Regions from separate parts of the Hordeum vulgare genome. Here region 2 is linked to region 1. The links are chromatin contacts, called in public Hi-C maps. All regions are on one chromosome and are shown on one strand. The core of a region is the stretch at or near the end of the contact, and the rest is flanking DNA. Distances in the headings are between cores, read along the strand shown.

Evidence for each region. Hi-C and Micro-C count contacts between places; a contact is called where the count stands out from the background.
Region 2: a contact with region 1 is called in a Hi-C map of leaf, with 2.3 times the contacts expected there. The contact joins the promoter of LOC123452757 here to the promoter of LOC123452753 in region 1. A contact is called at or near these places in 3 of 6 Hi-C or Micro-C datasets (leaf and seedling) and 1 of 1 datasets of contacts at active chromatin or transcription factors (embryo).

Annotation. Positions count from the first base shown.
Region 1 is chr5H:549,446,276-549,452,901 of MorexV3_pseudomolecules_assembly, reverse strand. It overlaps LOC123452753 (protein WVD2-like 1), which reads left to right and starts at 3,642. Exons shown (of 7, transcript XM_045129462.1): 1 at 3,642-3,946; 2 at 5,242-5,668; 3 at 6,289-6,374. The coding sequence starts at 3,861. LOC123452754 (a long non-coding RNA gene) reads left to right here and starts at 3,953. Exons shown (of 2, transcript XR_006632653.1): 1 at 3,953-4,243; 2 at 4,334-4,693.
Region 2 is chr5H:549,606,115-549,613,431 of MorexV3_pseudomolecules_assembly, reverse strand. It overlaps LOC123452757 (wall-associated receptor kinase 5-like), which reads left to right and starts at 1,949. Exons shown (of 4, transcript XM_045129464.1): 1 at 1,949-3,821; 2 at 3,921-4,388; 3 at 4,922-5,071; 4 at 5,150-6,575. The coding sequence starts at 2,927. The coding sequence ends at 6,414. LOC123452758 (putative wall-associated receptor kinase-like 16) reads left to right here. Exons shown (of 5, transcript XM_045129467.1): 5 at 41-1,526. The coding sequence ends at 1,296.

The sequences.
Region 1 (6,626 bases), core at 2,393-4,892:
GAGGACAGCCAGTTCACGGCCTCCTTTGTCAAGGACTCGCAACCCCTCCTCGATCAGAACATGCCTTTTGATCCAGACGTGTTTGAGGTGTCACCTAGTGCGTCTATCTTTGAGCCAACTGTCACCTTCTGTTGCCACTACACTAAAGACCAAGAAGGATGGTAGGGGGAACAATATGAAGTGGCATCTGTTCAAGTCCATGTTTGTGCTGAACAAGATGTTGGTTTAGCGACTGTATTTACTCAACTAGCCTCATGTGAGCCGACCTTTAGCTAGCCAGGGCCGGCTGCTATGGCTGCCAAACACACCCAAAGTATTTGGTTGGGGGAGAAAAAGTAGGTTAGAACCATGCACGTGGTGTGATATTTGTGGTTTAGTGTCCGGTTGAGAGGAAAGAGATGAGATGAGATCATGCATGTGCGGTTGGGAGGAAAGAGAGAAGAAGGGAACCATGCATGTGATTGATTAAGTGCATGTCTGGACTATAGCAAAGCTCTCCCATGTTTGTCTCTTGCATACCGAAATTCGTATGTCCAGATTGTTAAACGGACATATAAAGAAGTCTTCATTGGATGACAAAAGTGGTCCGAACACTGTGGTCCAGACATATAGGGTTTGAGGTTCTCTTTGGAGATGCCCTAAATGAAGAGCATGGCTACGTATGCGGACAAATATATTCTTAAAATAGATACGCTAGAACATTGATAGGGTGCGTCCGCGAACGTTTGATGGCCATGTCCCGTTCGACTATAGATGCGTTAAGAGCATCTACATCCGCAGTTGGTAAATCTGGGCTCCTATACATCCGCGAACGTGGTCGGACATGACGAGGAGGAGCGTCGGCCCGACCCTCAAATGACCACATTTGCAACCACAACCCCTACTTAAACATCAAATTCATACAAATACTTGTACGTCGATTATCACACACAAATACAAAAAAATTGTACATAAAATACATAATCCAACATAGTCTAGAAATAAAAATTATTCATAGTGCATAACTAAAACATAAAAAACATTTAGTTCAGAGCATGGATCCACATATGCTTCACAAGACCATTGAAAAGTTGAATATGCCTCTATTGATCTTGAAGTTGTCGATGCATCTCAAAAAAGTTGGTAATATGTTCCGTCGCTTCTTGTTCCGTGAGGCAGACCTGAATACCGGACTTCTCAAAGTCATGTGTGCGGGCTGCCTCTTAACTTTCATCCTCGATAATCATGTTGTGCAAGATTACACAACATGTCACGAGGTGTCAAAGTGTGTCCACTTCCCACATTATTGCAACTCTACGAACAACAATCCAACGTGTTTGTAGCACTCTGAATATCCTCTCCACATCCTTGACAACACAGTGCGTCGAGCAACGATTGCGACGAAGCTACACTCGTGACTCTGTGGACGAGGTAAGAGAAAGGGAACACGTCAGGTTGGACAATGAGAGAATGCCTTCAAGTGATTTGGTGTGGGCCTTTGCAGTCAGTCTTACATGACAGACTCGTTCGGATGTTGTAATATCCGTCCAATATATGTGCCGCGTATGAGGGTTGCAGTTCAACCTGGACGCTTGGGGCGAATTAACTCACTCGGATTTGGTGCATTTTTTCTATCCAGGAAGACCATCCGAACATTTGAATAGATATGGGGTAGCCGGTTGTAGATGTTCTAAGAGCATCTTCAACCGCGTCCCCAACACACCCCTCCGCCTTTTTACGGACGAGGAAAAAACGGCCCAGTCGCGCCCCCGGGAGCCCGTTTTGCCGGCTAGGGCCAAAATTGGCCCGACGGTTCCATGTCGAACCCAGTGCGCTCAGGGTCGCCCCGGGGCGCCGTCAGAAACATTTTTGGCGCAAAAAAAAATCTCTTGGCCCCCCGAGTCAGCGACTGGCGCACGCGGTCGTCGTCCTCATCGTCTCATTTCCAACGGGTATCAATGCGAAGGTTGCACCGTCGGTCATCCTTCCATTGATTCACGGGCTGCGCAGGGAAGGCACGGCGAGGCGCGTCCCGACGACACATGTCGCGTCGTTTCCTGCCACACGTTCACACGGCGCTGCTCCGCTTTTCCTGCCCGCTCGCGGCTATATAAAGGTGCCCTCTCCCTGCTGGTGGCCACACACATCTCTCGTCGATGCCCTCTCTTCTCCTTCTTTGCCACCGACGCCTCCTCTCCCTTTCTTTCCCCAAAAGATGGCCGGACGTTTCCCCGGTGACGGAGCGGTAGCCAATGGCTTCGCCCGCCGTCATCTCCACGAGGATGAGGCCCGCTTTCTCTATGAGTCGGACTACCCGGTGCGGCCGGACATGCGGGTGCGGGGTTCATGGAGGCTGAGCGTCGACGGAGTCCCAGTGCCACCGTCGTCCACTGGAGCTGACCGGCGGGCGGAGATCGCGCACATCCGATCGTCGCTGCGGGAGAGCTCGTGCAACCTGCCGAGGTACACCCCCGATAGCAACACACTATGGACGGTGTGCTTCGAACGCCGTCACGCCGACAAGCTCGCCGCCACCAACGAGGTCGAACCCCACGGTTGCCACAACTCCGAGGGGCAGCAACTCGCTGAGGTACGAGTACCAACCGCCACCCGCCTTCTCCCGCTGCCGCGGTAGCTCCTGGACGCCGAGGCGGATGGAGACAACGTCGTCCTCCTCGTCCAGCTCCTGCTCCCGCTTCTCCGGGTCGCCGACGTTCCTCCTCGTCAAGCCGGAGACGCAGGAGACGCCGTTGGGGTGGCGCACGCGCAGCGGCTGCATCGTCATCAATGAGCCCGGCGCCTCCTCCCGCCTCGTCAAGCCGAAGACGGAGCCAGGACTCCTCCCCGTCAAGCAGGAGCACCTGTCCATGGTCGTCGATGACGAGACCGCCCTCAAATGGGCGCGGGACGACTACGTTCGGGAGGAGATGGAGCGCCAACGTCGTGCCCTTGAGGAGATCGCCGCCCGGCGCCGCGCCCGCGAGGAGGGTGGCGTCGTCATCCTCGATGACAGCAGCGAGGAGGCGTCGGGGCCTTCCAACCCCGTTCGCCACGACGACCCAGGATATGGGTGTAACAAGAACGGCGACGGAGCGCAGGATGACGACGGCGACGGTGACTACACCAACTTCTACAAGCTTCTCGGCATGTAGAAGGCGGCGGCGTCGGGCGACAACGGCGGGAGGCGGTGATGTAGTTTAATTATGTTTTTATTCCATTTTTGTACAAACTTTAATAAAAACTATGAATTTCGTTCGAAATCAAGTCGATTTTGGTCCGAGTTTAAAAAAATAAATTAGTTGGGACACCCATTTTTTCGCCGACGAATCGCAGAGGGCGCTATTTCACGCTTTTCGTGAGCCGAACGGCTGGAGATGCTCTAAGCCTTCACCCCCCATCCCCTTCACACACAACTCAACGTTCATGTATCTGCACAGCTGTACAATACAGTTGGCGTGAGCCGGATGATCCCTGCGACACCATCGCCAGCCAGGCAGCCAGCACTGCACGGCCATCCACGGAAAGGTCCAAAGTCCAAGCCAAGTCACCTCCACTTACACGTGAGCTCCGCCCCACAAGGCCACAACCCCACAGCACCGCCCCCCCGCCCCGCGCACCGAGCTCGAAGCAAAGCACCCACCGCACCCACCCCCCCTCGCGGACACACTCGACCCACACAGCCAGGCGCACACACTCGATCCCACACACAAGCGCACACTCCCTCCCTCTCGGCAGCGCCGCGAGCTAGCTAGCGAGGTTGGTGGAGCCGCTCCACGGCGGCGGGGCCAGGCGAGGCCGCGAGGTCGGTCGGGGAGCCGCGCGGCAGCAGCAGCAGCAGCGGAGCGGGGCGGGCCGAGCTCGTTCCGGCCACCCCTGCGGCCATGGCGGCGAGCGGCGAGGGGGGCGGCGACGCGTCGGCGGCGGCCCGGCGCCGGTGGGATCTCACCAGCAAAGGGGCGGAGACCATGTAAGGGCAGTATTACAGTACTACTAGTACCGTCTGCATTCTGTTTGCTGCATTTTTTTTTTGTTTTCAGGATGGGGTCATATACGGGCGTGGTTCCTCAGCAATGTCGGAGCTGGCGAGCTCGTCCTTCGGCGTGCCGCCAGATCCGTTTGAGCCGTGCACGATTCATGCGTGCTTTTGGTGTTTCTATTAGGGGATTCATTTTCTTGGCCCGGAACTCTAGATTGGGCGACCTAGGGTTTCGTATTGGAGGAGACAGATTCAACGTAGCCCTCAAATGTCTTACACTGAACCTAGGTTGCCAAACTCAGGTTTTTTTTAGGAGCCCAGCTCATCTTTTTTGAGCTAAGAGAACTTATTGTTTCCTTTTTTTCCCCTTCTATCCAGAGGAATAAGTCTGGGCGAGATGGATATTCCATCTTGTTCTAGCAAGCTTGAATCATTCTAGGGTGCATGAGGAATTTCTGGTGGATGTGCGCTCCTCAACTTCCACCGGCAAATTTTAGTTGTACTTGTACATCTTGGCACATCTTACACGAATTTTTAATTGCAACTTTTTTTAGTCACCAGCTTTTCCATGTGGAGATTTTCAGATAGTGTCTTAGGTGGCCTTGGCTGTGAGGATCGTGCAAGTTTGACTTTTTAGGATCCTTTTTTTACATATTGTGTGGCTGGTCGATACGCAGTTGAGATCTGGTGATCTTTGTCAACACTTCTTGGGCATCAGCTGGAATTTCCGTGCGGATATGTATCTTGTTTCTGATTAGATGCATGGCCACACATTTATGTTATCAAAAATATTTTCCTTTTTTATTAAGCATTAAGACATAAGCTGGCATGCATTTTTTTCTAGAGCAATTCGATTCAGATGTTCAATTTGAAGAGTTATGAGAAGTGGCATTGAGTATCTTCATGTAGTTACATACATAGGATGTGTCCAAATTTACAGAAGTGCTCTTATGTTTATACTTCATTGTCAGTTGTCACATATATATGTCGGCATTACGAGTCTTTATGGAGGATTGGCTATCATAATGCTCAGGTCAGGAGCCTATCATTTGCCTGAATGCACTAAATGCACCTGACTCTTAGTTCATTATTGGAGAATATTAGAGTATTTCTATATGTGCTGAAGTTGCTTGCACGATATTTGCACCGAATAGTTTATGAGGTTGCACTTTTTTATTTATAGAAGGTAGTTGGAGCCCCCAATGTTTATCCATTTATTCCGTCTCATTACAATTCCTAGAAAGCTCCAGCTGCAGAGCTGTACTTATATTCTTTATTTTCTGCAGTCCAATGGTGAAAGAGGCTGCGGAAATCTCCACGGACGAAGAATCAGATGGTGTTGTTATATGCCCACCAGATGAGAACACTCGTGGTTGCGAGGAAGTTGTTAGTGGCAGTGATCATGATAGTTCTCCAGAGGGCCAAGTAACTTGTGTAGAACCGGCCATAGACGGGGAAACAGGGGAAGACAAGCTTGTAAACCAAGATTCACTGAAGTTGATCGATCAAGAAATGTCTGCTCTGCCTAAGTCACCAACAAAGCCTAGTATGTCTGGATCAGAGAGGTCTAAGCGCACTGTTCCTCAACCATTTGCACTTTCAACTCAAAGAAGGGCTTCTGGTGGAGGAAATGGCGGTGTGGCTCATCCATCCAGTAACGGAGAAAAATCTGGGCAAGGAAGCAGTGCCTCTCCAGCAAGCATGATAAAGAAGGTATGTAGGCGATTTATTTATGCTCTGTTGCACTGTATCATGATGCTCCTAATATCATGTGCCTCTACTCTTGATTTTATTAGACCACAGTTTTTAATTTGATTTGTGGCCCTAACTTCCATGCATGCTTCATTGCTATGGAACGTTAACTAACTAGACCATATATAAGCAAATTTGGCTAGCCAACTTATCGGTTGAGGTTTTGCTCGCCCATGGATTGGCCATCATTGGCTAGAAAAATGAACTATAGTTGCCAAAAAGTTGCTCCTCATCGAAACAAAGACCAATATTTTGGACATATTTTTTTTTTGTATTGTACACTTTGGTCACAATCCGAACATACCCTACCCCAGATCATATGATCTGGTGATGCTTGGAAGAGTGTAATATCTTCTGATTGAAGAGCTCCTTTGTATGTTGAAGTTTATTTGTCTTTCTTTTGTTGTGGAACATCTTAAAAAAAATATGAACCTGAATATGTTTCATACTACATGTTAATCGATGACATGTGTCTTTTCTTTGTTCCTGACTGATGTGTCTATTTGGCTGAAAATGTCATCCTGTAAGCTTTTTGTAGAGAGTTTGTTCTATTGACAGAACTAATCTCGGTATTACTGCAGAGTACTCTGGTGACACCCAAGAAGATGTCGCAACCTGGCCATACATTTCAACCTCAAGATGACGACTCCTGTTCAGTGACTTCTTCGTATCCTTTTCTAATTTATAGTTTACTACACTCTACACCGCTCTATCATTATGTACCTGTAATTTTATATTTTGGAAGATGTTCTTTCAATTTTCCATACCAAAGCTCAAGCCTGAGATGACTGGAAAATTACATTGTTCTGCCAATTTGTTTCTTACGTTTTCTGGAAGATTTTCCAACTTGTACCATGAACCCACAAGCTGTATCTTCTCAGTTGAATTGCTCTGTGAACTGAAAACATTGCAACGTGGT
Region 2 (7,317 bases), core at 700-3,199, 160 kb before region 1:
CAAAACAGAGCAGAAATTTAAAAGAGCTTAATGCTTGCAGGTATAATTATTGGGATGTCCTGTGGTTCCATGATTCTTCTTCTGAGCTTCAGTATAGTGTTTCTTACTCGTAGATGGAAAATAAATGTTCAAAAGCAACTAAGGAAGAACTACTTCCGGAAGAACCAAGGTCTTCTCCTAGAAACGTTGATACCATCTGATGAAACTGCAAATGAGAATACAAAGATTTTCTCTTTAGAAGAGCTAGAGAAGGCAACCAACAACTTTGATCCTACGCGTATCGTCGGCTGTGGGGGCCATGGCATGGTTTACAAAGGCATATTATCTGATCAGCGTGTCGTTGCAATAAAAAAATCTAAGGTCATTGAGGAGTGTGAGATCAGTCAATTCATCAATGAGGTTGCAGTTCTCTCTCAGATAAATCACAGAAATATTGTAAAGCTCTTTGGATGTTGTCTCGAAACTGAGGTTCCACTGCTCGTGTATGACTATGTGTCCAGTGGCTCACTGTCTGAAGTTCTTCATGCTGATTCAAGTGATGGTTTTTCTTTGTCTTGGAGTGATTACTTAAGGATTGCCCTGGAAACAGCAGGAGCTCTATCTTATCTCCACTCTTCAGCTGCAATATCAATCTTCCATCGTGATGTGAAATCCTCGAATATACTCTTGGATGTGAACTACACAGCTAAAGTTTCAGATTTTGGCACCTCTAGATTGGTTCCGATTGATCAAACACACATTGTCACGAATGTACAGGGTACATTTGGCTACTTAGATCCAGAGTATTTCCATACCGGACAGTTAAACGAGAAGAGCGACGTGTACAGTTTTGGTGTGGTACTAGTGGAGTTGCTTCTCAGAATGAAGCCTGTTTTTACAAGTGAATCGGGCATGGTCAAGAGCTTGTCAAACTATTTTATCCAGGAATTCAAGGATGGAAGAATCACAAGTATTGTTAACTCTCAGGTCCTCGAGGAGGCAACCGACGAAGAGGTGAACAGTGTCGCCTGTCTTGCAGAGGCGTGCTTAAGGCTATATGGCGAAGAAAGACCCACAATGAAACAAGTGGAGACAGAACTGCAGACTCTACGAACAAAACGGGTGAAGTCATGTCAAGCAGATCCGAGAAATGAAGAGCGAATGCTACCGGAGTCACTACCTCAAAGAGGAGTTATAGCTGCTCGCCAATCTTTGACAACAGAACTGGATGAGAGAGATAACTTACAGTCAAGAGACAGCCGACAATGCTATAGCTTAGAGTGTGAGTTCATGGCGTCTGCTAGTCTACCACGCTAGATGAGTCCGTCAAGTCAATAATGGATGATGATTATGTTTCCATTTTGTTAACTGGTTTGTGTTTCAGACTAAAACTACAGAGATTGGTACCCATAAGTCAATTTGTGTCCAGGCATCATGATTGTAGAGACATGGAGTGAATGGCTGGCATATGCATTGTATTGATGAAATGCTGATAAGGCATATTCTGGATTATATTAGCAATTATTTTGAGCACTCCATTGCTATGATATGTTGTTTTATTCAGATCATGAATGTGAGCACACTCCCAGCTCCCACATACACTGGGTTCTTGCATTTAGTAATTATTAGTAATAGGCTTAACTTAAAGTTTATTATACAGCCTGTTTTGTTTGGCCATTTTGATTTTTGTCGCTGCCACTTGTGATGATTTATACATTACTGTGCTTTTATTTGTATACAATACCATGATTTCCAGGCGCCATGGTAAAAGCGCGAGTTATTTTTTGAATGTACAGCTGATCATTTTCCTGTTATTGCGTTACTTGATTCTTTCTCTGTAGTTTATCTCCAGTGTTCAGAATTTTTACTCTGTTTTCTTGGTTGCAGCTTATGCGAGCACCAGCTAGTGTTGGTGGTGGTGGATTCAGTTACTGTCACCTAGTGCCTGTTCGGGGATGGACTGCTCCAGCAACTCCGCTCCGTCGGAGGAGCGGCAGAACGTCCGCTCCGAAAAAATTACATTACGGATCGTTCCGCTCCACCGCGGAGTCAGGAGCCGGAGTGTTTCCGAACACTCCCCTAGTATCAGTTAGGTTCGTCTCCACCATGTGGTGACTGAAGATTGCTAGCCAGCATCCACTATCGATGAGCAGAATGTTCCACCTCCACATTCTCCTGATGCCCCACTGCGGTGAGCTTCTCGTGTGATTCGCCATTTTCATGCTGCAATTTTGCGTGCTCCTTTTTTTATTTCTATGTTTGGCATGAACTTTGGTTGTTGGTAATGCATTTCTTGTGTAGTGCACACCTTTGGGAATCCAGAAAATCCACAAGCGAAATGTGTAAAGTGGTATATTAGGAGCAGACATAGACTGGCCCCTTTGGTGGGCTTGAATTGTCTGCAAACAGAAGGTATTGACCGATTTGCTTAGGTCTTGTCTACTGAGGTCACAATCATGCTCTTCTCCTTCTGCATCGCATCAAATACACCATAGTCAAAGTCATGGTCATCTCCTTAACATCGCATCAAATACAGCACTGCCCCATCCAGGTCATGGTCATCCACATTTGCTTAGTTCTTGTCTACGAGGTCACGATCATGCTCTTCTCCTTCTGCATCACATCAAATACACCATAGTCAAAGTTGTGGTCATCTCCTTAGCATCGCATCAAATACACCACTGCCCCACCCAGGTCATGGTCATCCACAGCCACAGGGCCATTTACTAGGTCATGGTAATGCATGGCCATCTCCTTTCACATGGCATCAAATACAGACCGCATCCACGCCCATTTGATTCCTTTTCCAGTCTTCCTTGGGTCAACTGTAAGTATTTGTAATCATAGATATATATGCAGTAGGAAGGCAGTCATGAAAGCGGTACCCAGAAGAGAAGGTAGTGCTGCCTGACCTGAATTTCTCTAGTGCAAGGTGTAGTGTAGAATCATGGGCATCTTGCCGATGGTGTTCTCTGTGTTGGTACTCGGGTCACTGGGAAAGCTAACAGCTCTGCCATCTGGAGTTATGACAAGCCAACAGGGCTCTGAGGGGAACAGGGCGCAACCATCTCGAACTGGTGGCACGATTGATGGCTGCCCAACAAGCTGCGGCAGTGTGAGCTTTGGCTATCCCTTCGGCATCGGATCCAGGTGCTCCCTTGAGCCTGACTTCGACCTCATTTGTAACGGCACCACTCAGCCCCCCAAACTCTTCTTGCGCGACGGCATCACCGAGGTGATCGACTTTGGCGATCCTTATTGGAGTTCAAACAGGATCTTGGCCTCCTTCTCCCAAACCATCCCCATTACATATGGTGTCAGTATCTACAACTTGTCTTTGAAACCTCTTGGGAGGTCCTTCCATTTTTATTCAATTGCTCTAAATATCACCGGCTGTGACCTGGTGGTGTACTCTGTTGAAGAGAATGACATCCAGCCAATCTGTGCAACTGTGTGCCCGGATCCAGAAATCACAGAGATGATGGCTATGCATAACTGTAATGGATTTGGATGTTGTCGTGTAGATGTGGACAGCTATGCCAGGACCCACACTTATCAGTTCAAACTTGTCTACGGTCAGAACCCAAAAAACACCAGTGCACGCTCTAACCAGTCCTCTCAATTGTGGGATAAAATCAGCATAACTACTGATGGCTTTGTGCTCTCATGGGACATGGGGAATCAATCCGCCTGTGTTGCTTGTGTGAGCGAGCATGCCGGGTGTGGCTACAGCTACGATGCACCATTTTTCATGCCCTCGGGAAATGGCTATTTGTGCTTCTGCAATGAGGGCTATACAGGCAACCCGTACATTTCACATGGCTGCTCCAACGGCGACAAAGGTAACATATTTTTCCTAATCAAGCGACCAAACGGACAGCTGCTGTTAGTCATTTTTTGGGCACTGATGATACATGCTAACCTTTTACCGATCAATTTAGGATACAATCCAACCCCAAGCAGGGCTGACTGCACTCGTCAGTGTGGTAGCATTAATGTGCAATTCCCATTCGGCTTTGAAGAGGGTTGCTTTGCCAGGGAAGAGTTTCACGTCAACTGTACAAATACAACGTCATCGGCTGTTTCTCTGCTGGAAGATTTGGAGGTAATCGACATAAATGTTGACGAAGGGACCATTAATGCCACCATTGCTGACCAACAGTTGGCGTACCCTACGTCTGCTTCAGGGCGAAACAGTCTTTTTTCTGCAAATTTGTTATTTCTCTCTATCAAATGGGTTGCTGCTAATTTAAGTTGCACAGAGGCCCAAAAGAATAGGTCTGGATATGCTTGTGTGAGTATCAACAGCAACTGTGTAGAAGTAAGTGATGAAAGGGTCTATGCTGGTTACCGCTGCAAATGCTCAGATGGCTTCCAAGGAAATCCGTACATCCAAAGTGGTTGTCGAGGTACTCTCTTATTTTCTCTAGGATTACCGATGATACAGTCCCTAAAATGGGAAAATGTAGTAGTACTGGATATGTTTCAACTCTGTAAAAGAAAGTTGCATGTAAAATAACTGTATGTTACTACTTCTGTAATTAGACACTGAATTTTTCCCTACTTCTAGTTTATTTATCATCCATGTAGGTTTCATTTAATTAGCTGATGATTATTTCATGTTAATGGAACAACATACTGTGTGTTACGCTCTCTGATACATAATATAAGCAGTTTTAGAAATTTGTCCATTCAAATATTTTAGGTTTGACCATCAATATAGAAATTACTAACATGGACAAATACTAAATTGATATTAAGAGATTAGTGATGAAATATATTTTTAGTATATAATTATTTTTGTTTGAAACAACATATTTTCTTTAAAATATAGTCAAAATGTTACTATGAAGACCTTGATGATGTCCTAAACTACTTATTGTGAATCAGAGGGAGTATGTATTTTTCCAAAGCATCTTATAAAGACTTTTGTTAATTTCAGATATTAATGAATGCCTTCAACCAAACAAATGTAAGGAGATCTGCCGTAATACCGAAGGAAGCTTCAATTGTATTGATTGTCCTCGCAAGACGGAGTATGATCCATTAAAAATGCAGTGTAGTAGGATAAAACAACAGACTCTACTTGTAGGTATGACTACATTGCTGTTACATTTATTTATGAATTATGATAGACAAGATAGAATTTAAAAGAGCTTAATATCCGCAGGTATAATTATTGGGCTGTCCTGTGGTTTCGGCATTCTACTTCTGAGCTTCAGTGTAGTGCTTCTCACGCGTAAATGGAAAAGAAATGTTCAAAGGCAACTAAGGAAGTACTATTTCCGAAAGAACCAAGGTCGTCTCCTACAAACATTGATATCATCTGATGGAAGTGCAAATGACAAAACGAAGATTTTCTTGCTAGAAGAACTAGAGAAGGCAACAAATAACTTCGATCCTGCACGTATCATCGGGCGTGGGGGTCATGGCATGGTTTACAAAGGCATGTTATCTGATCAGCGTGTTGTTGCGATAAAAAAGTCTAAGGTCATTGAGGAGTGTGAGATCAGTCAATTTATCAATGAGGTTGCAGTCCTCTCTCAGATAAGGCACAGAAATATTGTAAAGCTCTTCGGATGTTGTCTCGAAACGGAGGTTCCACTGCTAGTGTATGACTATGTATCCAGTGGCTCACTGTCTCAAGTTCTTCATGCTGATTCAAATGATGATTTTTCGTTGTCTTGGAGTGATTACTTGAGGATTGCTCTGGAAACAGCAGGAGCTCTATCTTATCTCCACTCTTCAGCTTCAATATCAATCTTTCATCGTGACGTGAAGTCGTCGAATATACTGTTGGATGTGAACTACACAGCTAAAGTTTCAGATTTTGGAGCATCTAGATTGGTTCCGACTGATCAAACGCACATTGTCACGAATGTGCAGGGTACATTTGGGTACTTAGATCCAGAGTATTTCCATACTAGACAGTTAAACGAGAAGAGCGACGTGTACAGTTTTGGTGTGGTACTAGTGGAGCTGCTTGTCAGAATGAAGCCTGTTTTTACAAGCGAGTCCGGCACAGTCAACAGCTTGTCAAGCTATTTTCTGCAGGAGTTCAAGGAGGGGAGAATCACAGGCATTGTCAATTCTCAGGTCCTCGAGGAGGCGACAGAGGAAGAGATCAACGGTGTCGCCTCTCTTGCAGAACTGTGCTTAAGGCTGCGTGGCGCAGAAAGACCCACCATGAAACAAGTGGAGACCGAACTGCGGACCCTGCGAGCAAAACGCATGAACCCATCGCAAGCAGATCCAAGGAAAGAAGAGCAGATGCAACTAAGGGCATTAGCTCGACGGACTAGATCTGTTCGGCAATTGTCTGCGACGGAACCAGGCAAGAGAATCAATGTACGGTCAGGGCGCAGCGAACGATCTTACCGCTTGGAGGGGGACTGTGAGAGTTCATGCCATCTGCTAGCCGACCACCATGCTTAGATTAGTCTGTTGATGAGTTTGTAATAATGGTTAATTTGTGTCCCTCTTCTATGAACTGATGCTAGGGCTTGTATGACAGGTTAGTTAGATTGGCCTTGTGTAAGTCATTTTATGTCCAGATCATTTCAGGCATCATGATTATATCAGCTTTTCAGTTGGAATCGTACTTGTTTATATGTAAACTGCTTTTTATGATGTGCAGTGAGTTGTTGGCGTAGGCATTATGGTTGATGATGTTAATAAGAGATGTAGTGGATTATAACAATTTCATTTGATTCCCCTAAAGTTTTACAAAGATATAGGTTTATAATAGGGAATTTCAATAAAGTAGGAATAAGAATCAAGAGAAGAGTGATGCAAAGAAAAAAAAATATACAGATAGGAAAATCCTAACACATTCAAGAACAAAGAGGACACACACATATTTTGTTGGCTCCCGGGAGCAAATCCAGAACGGCGGAGGAGACAAGAACACTAAATACTTCCACGTATGTGCTTCCCAACGTTATCGTAAAAACAAAATATTTGTTCTTGAACATAATGAAGTCAACTTTCTTTCCCGTGAACAGAAAGAAATGGTTCTCAAAGATTTCTACACATAACTCACCGGCTCTTCCAAGCCACTCTTGTGTTTCGACATCCACCAACTTTATCCTGACCACATTCCTCAGTTGCGCTAGTGCAATGTGCCTTCTCCGAGCAGGAAATTAAGGATGTGTTCCTTCAAATGAACCACAATGCCAATCCCGGTCCGGACGGATTCGGGCTTGCCTTCTATAGAAAATTATTAGTCCTTACCTTAAAAGTTATATATTCCCCTTCTTTCATTACTATATATAAGATACTACTATAAAGTATGTTACATGAAAAATAAATAGTTAATTCATATTTTTTTAATAATAT